Regions from separate parts of the Gasterosteus aculeatus genome. Here region 1 is linked to region 2. The links are chromatin contacts, called in public Hi-C maps. All regions are on one chromosome and are shown on one strand. The core of a region is the stretch at or near the end of the contact, and the rest is flanking DNA. Distances in the headings are between cores, read along the strand shown.

The links. Hi-C and Micro-C count contacts between places; a contact is called where the count stands out from the background.
Region 1: a Hi-C map of skeletal muscle shows a contact between it and region 2, with 2.6 times the contacts expected there. The contact joins the promoter of pard6gb here to the enhancer-like site in region 2. A contact is called at or near these places in 3 of 6 Hi-C or Micro-C datasets (skeletal muscle and tail fin).

What each region holds. Positions count from the first base shown.
Region 1 is chr10:7,449,744-7,453,768 of fGasAcu3.hap1.1, forward strand. pard6gb (par-6 family cell polarity regulator gamma b) reads left to right here and starts at 1,770. Exons shown (of 3, transcript XM_040189249.2): 1 at 1,770-2,362. The coding sequence starts at 2,291.
Region 2 is chr10:7,411,440-7,415,507 of fGasAcu3.hap1.1, forward strand. No RefSeq gene overlaps it. Among protein-coding and RNA genes, the nearest start is that of jarid2b, 36 kb to the left of the region's middle. Within about 2 kb of position 2,207, at least 3 of the 9 cell types and tissues checked have open chromatin away from gene starts, as enhancers often do.

The DNA of each region.
Region 1 (4,025 bases), core at 520-3,019, 38 kb after region 2:
ATCGGGTTGGAAACGAAAAACAGGCCATATAATTGTCGTGACGTAATTGATGTCGCTCTCGGGATCTGACAAAGCCCTTTGGATCTGGAACTAAAAGTCCATGTATCATTTATTGTGGGTGTCTGCTGACACCTGGTGGTCACATGCGGGATTGCTGAACCTGTTTTAATAGACCTTTTCAATATTGTCTCCGTATACACTTCATGATTTAATTTTACATGTACTATTTGGGCTTTATATTTAGTTTGATGGTCCTCCTCACTTTCAAACTGACTCTCAAGTAATTAAAGAATAAAGCTAAAAAAGATGTGCAACTCAGTCTACCTCTGCATGGACTCTGCATTTTGCATTTGAATGGGCAATTTGTGTTCCCTTAAAATACGTTGGTGGATTACCAACAGTGATACACATTCTCACACAATGAAGTCATTCTTATGTTATTGCTTAAATAATATCCCTGAATAAATATGTATATATAAAAGGAAAATAAGATGCAGCAACAATATAATTCTGGTTTTTCATAGTAAGCAATAAATATTTCCGGGGGTTAGCATTGTAATCATTGTCGATCATTAGTCAATTTAAGATTGGACTAGTGCAGCCCACTTTCTGTAATAAACACCAGTGACATAAACTCTGGTTCAGAAAAAGATCCCAGGGGTCAACTTCACCGAACTTTGTACCCTAAAATAACACCCCAAAGGCATACTTCAATAATGTGGGATGCACCCGTGTACCATATAGTCCCTACTCAGATGAAAACACTGTGGCTATAAAGTACAATATTTAGCAGAACTTGTTGCTGTGAGACGACAGAAATATCTTTTCAGATTTACTGACCGGTAAAAACACAACGCAGTGAGATACTCACAGTCACACTCCACTCTGATCCGATTCTGCTTCCGGGTGGTTGACTCCTTGTATGGACTCGATGGAAGTGAAGTGAAACTGACATCAAAACAGCAAAAAGCAAGCTCCTGGCCTCAAGTGACACAATCCACTCAATCGATGAACAGAGCCGCGGAAATTTAAATAATAAGAAGAAGAAGAAAAAAACGTGCCCTCCACCCGAGAAAAAAGAACAAAACATACAATCCCACGACAGAAATTCACTCTGCAACCGTTAATGGAAACAAAACACAAACATTGATACACCCGAGATAGAAATACCACACATAGTTCATAAGACCCCAGAGGAAAATATGGGTACATCTCATTTAGGTGGGTCTATACGCCTTCACGGCCTGCATGGGTGAAACTAGCCTCCAACTAGCCTCAGCCTCCCCGGCTTGGGGAGTTTCTAACTGGTCCACCCATTCCTCGTGAATGAGTGTACAAGAAAAGTGTGCAGCTACTGGATGCCATTGCAAGCAGCAGCTGTTGTGCACAGGTGGCTTCAGGGGCCGGGAATGTTGTAGAGCAGGATAGCAGCCAGAGGCCTCTCTTTACCCGAAGCGTAGTGTAGCACACATAATTAAGTTGAAACCAATGCTATTCTCGGTCCCAATGTACACTGTGGTCCATAATTATTAAATATGACTCATTTTCAAATGAGAGGCTTCGAGAACATTTGCATTGAGAAATGCGTCCTCTGGCGCACCGGAGGACCGGTGTGCGGTGTGTTGCCTTCACGTACTGTCGGAATCTTTATTATTATTTTTAAATGGTCAAACATAAAAAATAATTGTATGTATGGAATTATGGAGATTTAAGTCCAGAATTAAATAATATGTCCACCTTAAATACTTTAAACCACATTAATCAAAATGTGCTAGGTGAAGCATGGTTGATCTGGCGTGATTGGTTTGTAAGGTACATTGTATTAACCTGTACATTGTATTACAACTGTATTAAGAAAGAAAATAACAACGTTGTCCATTGTATTCTTGATAATATATGTCTATGTAATATTTAGGCTACTGTTGTGTATACTACGAGGCATCGGCAGAGGAAGCTCGAAATTACGAGCACCACGTGGAGGCCTCACAGAATCCCTTTTTTTTCATTACGAGGGCTGATGTCATTCCAAAACTTAACTCGCACTCCCAAGTCACCGCGGTGAGTTGCTCTCCTCCTGTTCTGCCGTGAAGTCCTCTCCCGTGTCCGGCGGGTCGCATCACAAGAACAAACAGGAGGTGAAATAACACGAACTTCCTCCTTCCTGGGACGAAGCAAGAAGGCGTTTTGGTAGCAGAAATCCCGGGACCGGAGCCGCTCTTTCTGCGGGCAAAGGCGGCTGAACAATTCTCCCTTTTTTTTTTTTAAAGTGCAACCTTTAAAAAAAGAAAAAATGAATCGGAGCTTTAATAGATCGCAACCTCTGCGGAATGCGGATTGTAACGCCGTGGAGGTGAAGAGCAAGGTGAGCCTTGGGCGGGTTTTTATGTCATTTAAATGTGGATTTGAGGAGAGGATTGAAGCGTTCACATGGTCGTCTGCTGCAGTTCAATCCGACCAACTGGATGAAAACTAAAATGAATCTTCTCTGTGCGGCGAAGCTCTACTTCGCTTTCTGAATGTTTCCGTAATGTGGCACTTATTATTGTCTTCTTATTTCAGAGCGTGCAGATTGTGCTGATTTGGCTCTTTCCCTCCCTGTCACGAAGCTTTTTTGGGGGGGTGGGGGGGCAGTAACAACCGAGCCTTTGACTGGTTGTTGTGATTAAAATATCTTTTTCAATCGGATGTTTTTTGCAACATTGTTGCTTTCACCGCGTTTCTTTTGCGCTACACAACTTTGCGTCTATCCGTCGCTTTTTGGGTAGTTTGTGACGCTGCAATGGTGCCATGAATTAAGTCAACCACTTAAGTGGATTTAACAGTGCGATTTGGCTGTTTTGTCGGTTTTTGTGATAAAAACAACCGACTTCTACAAAATGTGCGCGAACTTTAAGTGAATTTTGACCCTTTTTTTCTCTTTCGGACCTCATCAAACGCACCAGAACTACTTTCAGACATTGGACATCACTTTGATACGTTTGTCTCCGCTCCGAGAGACCGTTTTTGTTTTTTAAATAGTTTGTGACGAGCTGACTGTAGCGCGTGTGACTTTATAGTCCTGCCAGATAAAAACACACGTGTCCGATGCACGAAGCGGGAACAAAACGGGAACTATTTCGACTGTTTTGTCGCAGCCTCTCAAGGACTTACGCGAACATGTTTTCCCCCAAATTCCATTCAAGTGACGAGTGTGTGTGTGTGTGTGTGTGTGTGTGTGTGTGTGTGTGTTACACATCTATGTTCACACATGCTTCGACCATGAGTGTATCAGCACTTGTGTGCCAAATTGAGATGATCGTGAGGGGACTCGTTCAGTCCAGAGGTTATTTTATTATTATTATTATTATTATTATCCCAGTCTCAGAGTTGTGGTGGCACTGGCAGAGACTAGATGCAGGGGAGGTTACAGATACAAATAAATAAAAGACAGGGCATGTCTGATCCACGATGCTTGGACAACATTGTTATTTAGGTTTTGTGTTCCATCCGCAGAGACAGGAAGTCGTTGCTTTGAGATGGTTTGTTTGTAGGTGGGGCCGACCAGAAGCTGCCAGGCCGGGCCGGTTTAACGCCACTGTCCCGGGCGCTGACTCACTGTCCCACAACGTCACAACGTTTACCTTTTTGGAACAGATGTAACTCATTGCTCTTATTTTGGTTTTACTTCCCCTGGTTTTGTAACGAGCAACCCTAACAGGTAACGCTCAACACCAAGTATCACCTGACTAAACCGGAATGGCGGCCCTTATCATGTGCATACCTGTCGAATGCGTAAGGGCGCACACACCGTAGCAGGTTCCTCAGAAGCGGGTGGTGGGTTGCAGAAGGTGGGACGCCAGAAGGAGCCCCCTTTGAAATGTTCAAAATGAAATCATCTAATATGCCGGAACTGGATATTTTCCGATTTCCCTTTTGCATCTTACTTTCACTTCTTATGCGGAAGGTCTGCGTTGACTCTGCTCCAGTAGACGTCCCATGACCTGAATGACGTAGGAGTGATTGTTGTTCTGAGTGCACCGGCCTTT
Region 2 (4,068 bases), core at 957-3,456:
CGAAAGCCACTCGTATGTCCGTATTATACTGATAAATAATCAGATTTAATTAATCTGATCTGGTCTGGTGTTACAAATGTGACAAATGCTGTGTGGTAGTATAATTAAAACAACCTGGATATAATTAGTACCGACTTGATTGCTCCAATTAGACACCTGCAGCAGACAACATACTTTCTATTTGTCTTTCAACTGATGTCAGTTGAAAGACAGTTTGACCTTTCCAGTACACATTTCTTTAATGAGACACTAATCAAGAGTCCCTTCAGGATCAGAGAACTGGCAATTAATAGGTCCTTAAATACAGATATTTCGCTCTCTGGTGGTGTCGTCTTCGTGGAAGGCAAAATGTCAGCTTTTGATAACAGAGAGGATGTTGGCAGAGATTTTGAGCATGTCATCGTAAAGGTACAGGTGCAGTAATAACGTAACATTAGTTACATTTTAAAAGTGTCTTTAGATGCTGTTTCAAAATGTTTTATGTCAAAGAGTCCTAATTCTTTGTGGTGTGAACTAAAAGAGCTTAAACCTGCAGAGCACATTTTCTGAACAAATGTATCAATGTTAATAAAACAGTCTGTCCTGGATTCACACAGCATGAGCACCTTTTCCAACATGAGCTGTAGCAATGACTTTGTTATAGACTAAAATCCCTGATCCAACTCCTTTCACTCTCCTTTAGCTGTGCTTTTGCTCTCTACCGACTCGATCTGTCTGTGAGAGTGAGACTGAAACTCTCCTGAAAGCTTCTTTGAGCCACGAGGAGATGCTCATCAACAAACCGCTTTAAAAAGCATAAAGTTTGACGGACATTCCCTAAATTGTAAACGTCGAAAGAAGAAGACAGTTGATGGTGTGATCGGCGTTCTGAGCCTCTGTTCTGTCAGTAGTGGCACTAAGCAATAACATCATTGCGGGTGGAAACATCAAGTAGTGGTGTAATTATTTGACAGCCTGAAAGGAACGGGGAGGAACGGAGAATTGTGTGTGTGTGTTGTGTTTCCTTAAGCCTGAACACATCTCCGCATCTGATATTGACTTTTCTTGGGCTCCCTGACCTCTGCCTGGATAAGCCACTGTATCCTTCCACCCAAACATCAGGTCAGACATTGACATTTTCGTCTAATGCCGGACTCGACAAAACTGCACGGAGAGGTCCTCCTCCCCGCCGTACCGATCGAAAAAACAAAATAAGTTTTGTTCTGCCCCCTAATCATTAGCGGATAGAGCCCCTCTTTCTTGCCCTTTAATCAAACAGGCAATGGCCTGACACGGCTGGTTAGCTCCCCGATAGAGTGCTCATTGTGCCGGCGTTCGAGGGCTCGTCTGCGAGCAGATCACGGGATCACTCGATGCGCATTCCTCCCTCCCTCCCTCCCTCCCTCCCCCATCCCTGACCCGCTCTCCATCCCGCATCCCCTTTGAAAATGTCACGTTATTTGCGTGCAGGCCCGGTCTATCAGGGACAACGTGAGAACAAACGTTGGTAAAGACGTACCAAACGTTGAAGGAAGGAGAGCGAGTTTATCTGCCGGCCGTGAACATTCTTATGAGACGAGCGGTTTACAGGTCAAAGGAGGCGGACTTGCCTCCTTTTAAGGTCTTGTGCTCCCATGGAGCCTTTCGTCTTTCAGCCCCTGGCTCAGGTACGCGGTGAGGTTGCTCTATGCTCCCCAAACACTTTTACCCCCTCCAAACAGGGTCGAGAACAAAAGGTTTCCAGGCGAAGGCCCTGCGTGCTGTCTGGTTTGTGATGAACCCTCGGGGGTCACTGCTCACCACAATCGGTTTGTTTTTTTTCCTCCTCTCTTTTCTTTTTTTTTTAAGGCTTCTCCGGAGGCACATGTGCTCAGCTCAATTCAGACGCAGCTGCAGATGAATAGAAGGAATATCAGGGGGCCAAAGCATGGTGAGGTGGAGGAGGAACGAGGACCCAGGGGCAGAAAAGAGCTTGTGAGGGAAATAAGAAAAAAGCAGATGAGAGAAACATCGAAAAACAAGCAAGTGAGAGACGCAACGAAATAACAAAGATGTGAGATAAAGAACGCACAGAGTCAAGTGGGGGAGTGTTTAAAGGTGAGAGAACAAAAGAGGTGGAATGTGTGAGAAGGAAAAAGATAAACAGAGAGGGAGGCGCACAGAGATAGAGAGCGCCGCGACGGATGGAACTGCGCACTTCTTTCCATGTTGCATGTGAGTGAAGAAGAGACGGTTGAGAAACAAGACATTGTGGTTTCCCTGATCTAAATATAAGTCTGCGGTCAGACTCGCTAACTGCTGCGTGTCTCCTCTCTTCTGCGCCTCACCAGTAGCCAAAATAACACGTTTCCATCGCATTTCATTTGACAATAAAATAAATCAAATTTAACAATCTGTTGTAAACAAATGTTTCAATTTCTCTGTGCATTAAACTTGCTGTGGGCAAATAAAAAAATAAAGATTGCGCAGAACTATATTCTAAATATGACTCAATAAAAATGATTTCTAGGGAGGGCAAATATAAAACACACGCATATCTCACTCAGATCCCGCTCTGCTAGTTCTTTGGTGTTTAAATGATCCTCCTAATGTATTCTCCGTTGTGTTGTGTAAACAACATTTCAATACAGCTAATGAATAAGCTGTTTATTTTTGAGGTGCTGTACTTGTTTTTGACGTTACTTGTAATACTTTTTGATCAAATACAATAAAGGCAACATTTTCATTCAGACTAGGATATGACAGTGGATTAAAAAAAGCATGTGTTTTCCCTCGTAAATATCACAAATCTTAGTCTTGCACTTTGAAGTTGCAATCAAACTGTTTCGGGTTGTTATCTTGCAGGTAAAAAGTGGATCTCCGGCTGTAACTGTCCAAACCCGCATGACTGACAAACATCAGTATTTTAGAAAACGTGCAGGTTCATCATTCGGGCATGAACATGAAATTCAACATTATATCTCTCCCCCAAATCTGCTGTTACCCGTATTTCTGCTTCTGTATCTTATGACCTTTATCTCCCTGTCACGCAGAGTACACCTCCACAAGCTCCGTCTGTGCGTGCGCGCGCGTGTGTGGGTGTCTGTGCTTGTGAGAGAGTAATTGGTAAAGGGTTGATCGGAGCATGATCCAAATGCAATCACATTAAAACCTTTAATATTAATATTTCCAGATTGTCTTTGTATGTAGACGGAGAAGAGAGGAAATGATTGGTTTCCACCAGGACCTGGTGGGTCACAAAAGCAGGAATTCTTACACACACACACACACAGCAACAACGACACACACATGCACGATGCCGTTCCCCTAGAAACCCACAAGACTAAGTAAGGAAGTTATTAGCCAATATTCCTCACTTGTTCCTTTAATAAAACGTGTAGCCGGAGGGAAGGAGTAAAAGTGGTAACCCAAGCTTATTTAAGGGCAACCCCACTTAACAGAAAACATCTGCTACGGTTTCTGCAAGTCATCTGTACGGCTTTCAGTCCTGCAGTTCAAGGGGAACTCAATTCATGACAAATGATCTCAAACTGTTTCTTTTCCTACCATTAACTTCATCAAATTAACAGTTTTCTTTGTTTAAGATTATTTGGTTTATTATATATATTTGACTGTTGACTAAATATGTTTGCACAAACAAACAATGATGAACAGCAGACTTACACCTTAGTTTTCTGCATATAAATGTAGGCACGATCTCATCAGCAGGCTCTCTCTGTTGAATTGATTGACAGTTTCAACAATTAAAAAGAAAACATGTTATAAAATAAGATTTTGTGAATATGTGACTACATGTTGTGTATACATAACAGCTGTTGCCGTCAAGCTGCGGTGATTAGTTAATTGTTATGTACACTGCGGCTAAGATAACGCACCGACAAGGTAATTGAAATGTAATGCCAATCTTATCTGAGATGATTACTTAAACACTACATTTCTAATGCATGTTGAATTAGGCAATTACATGCGTTTAACGAGAGCTGCTGAGTGAGAGAGAGTGAGGGGGGAGAAGAATTAGCAGACAATAGCATGGGAATATTAAGTGTTTCAGCCAGTGAGGGTGAGGTCAAAGATCACAAAGCGCTCATA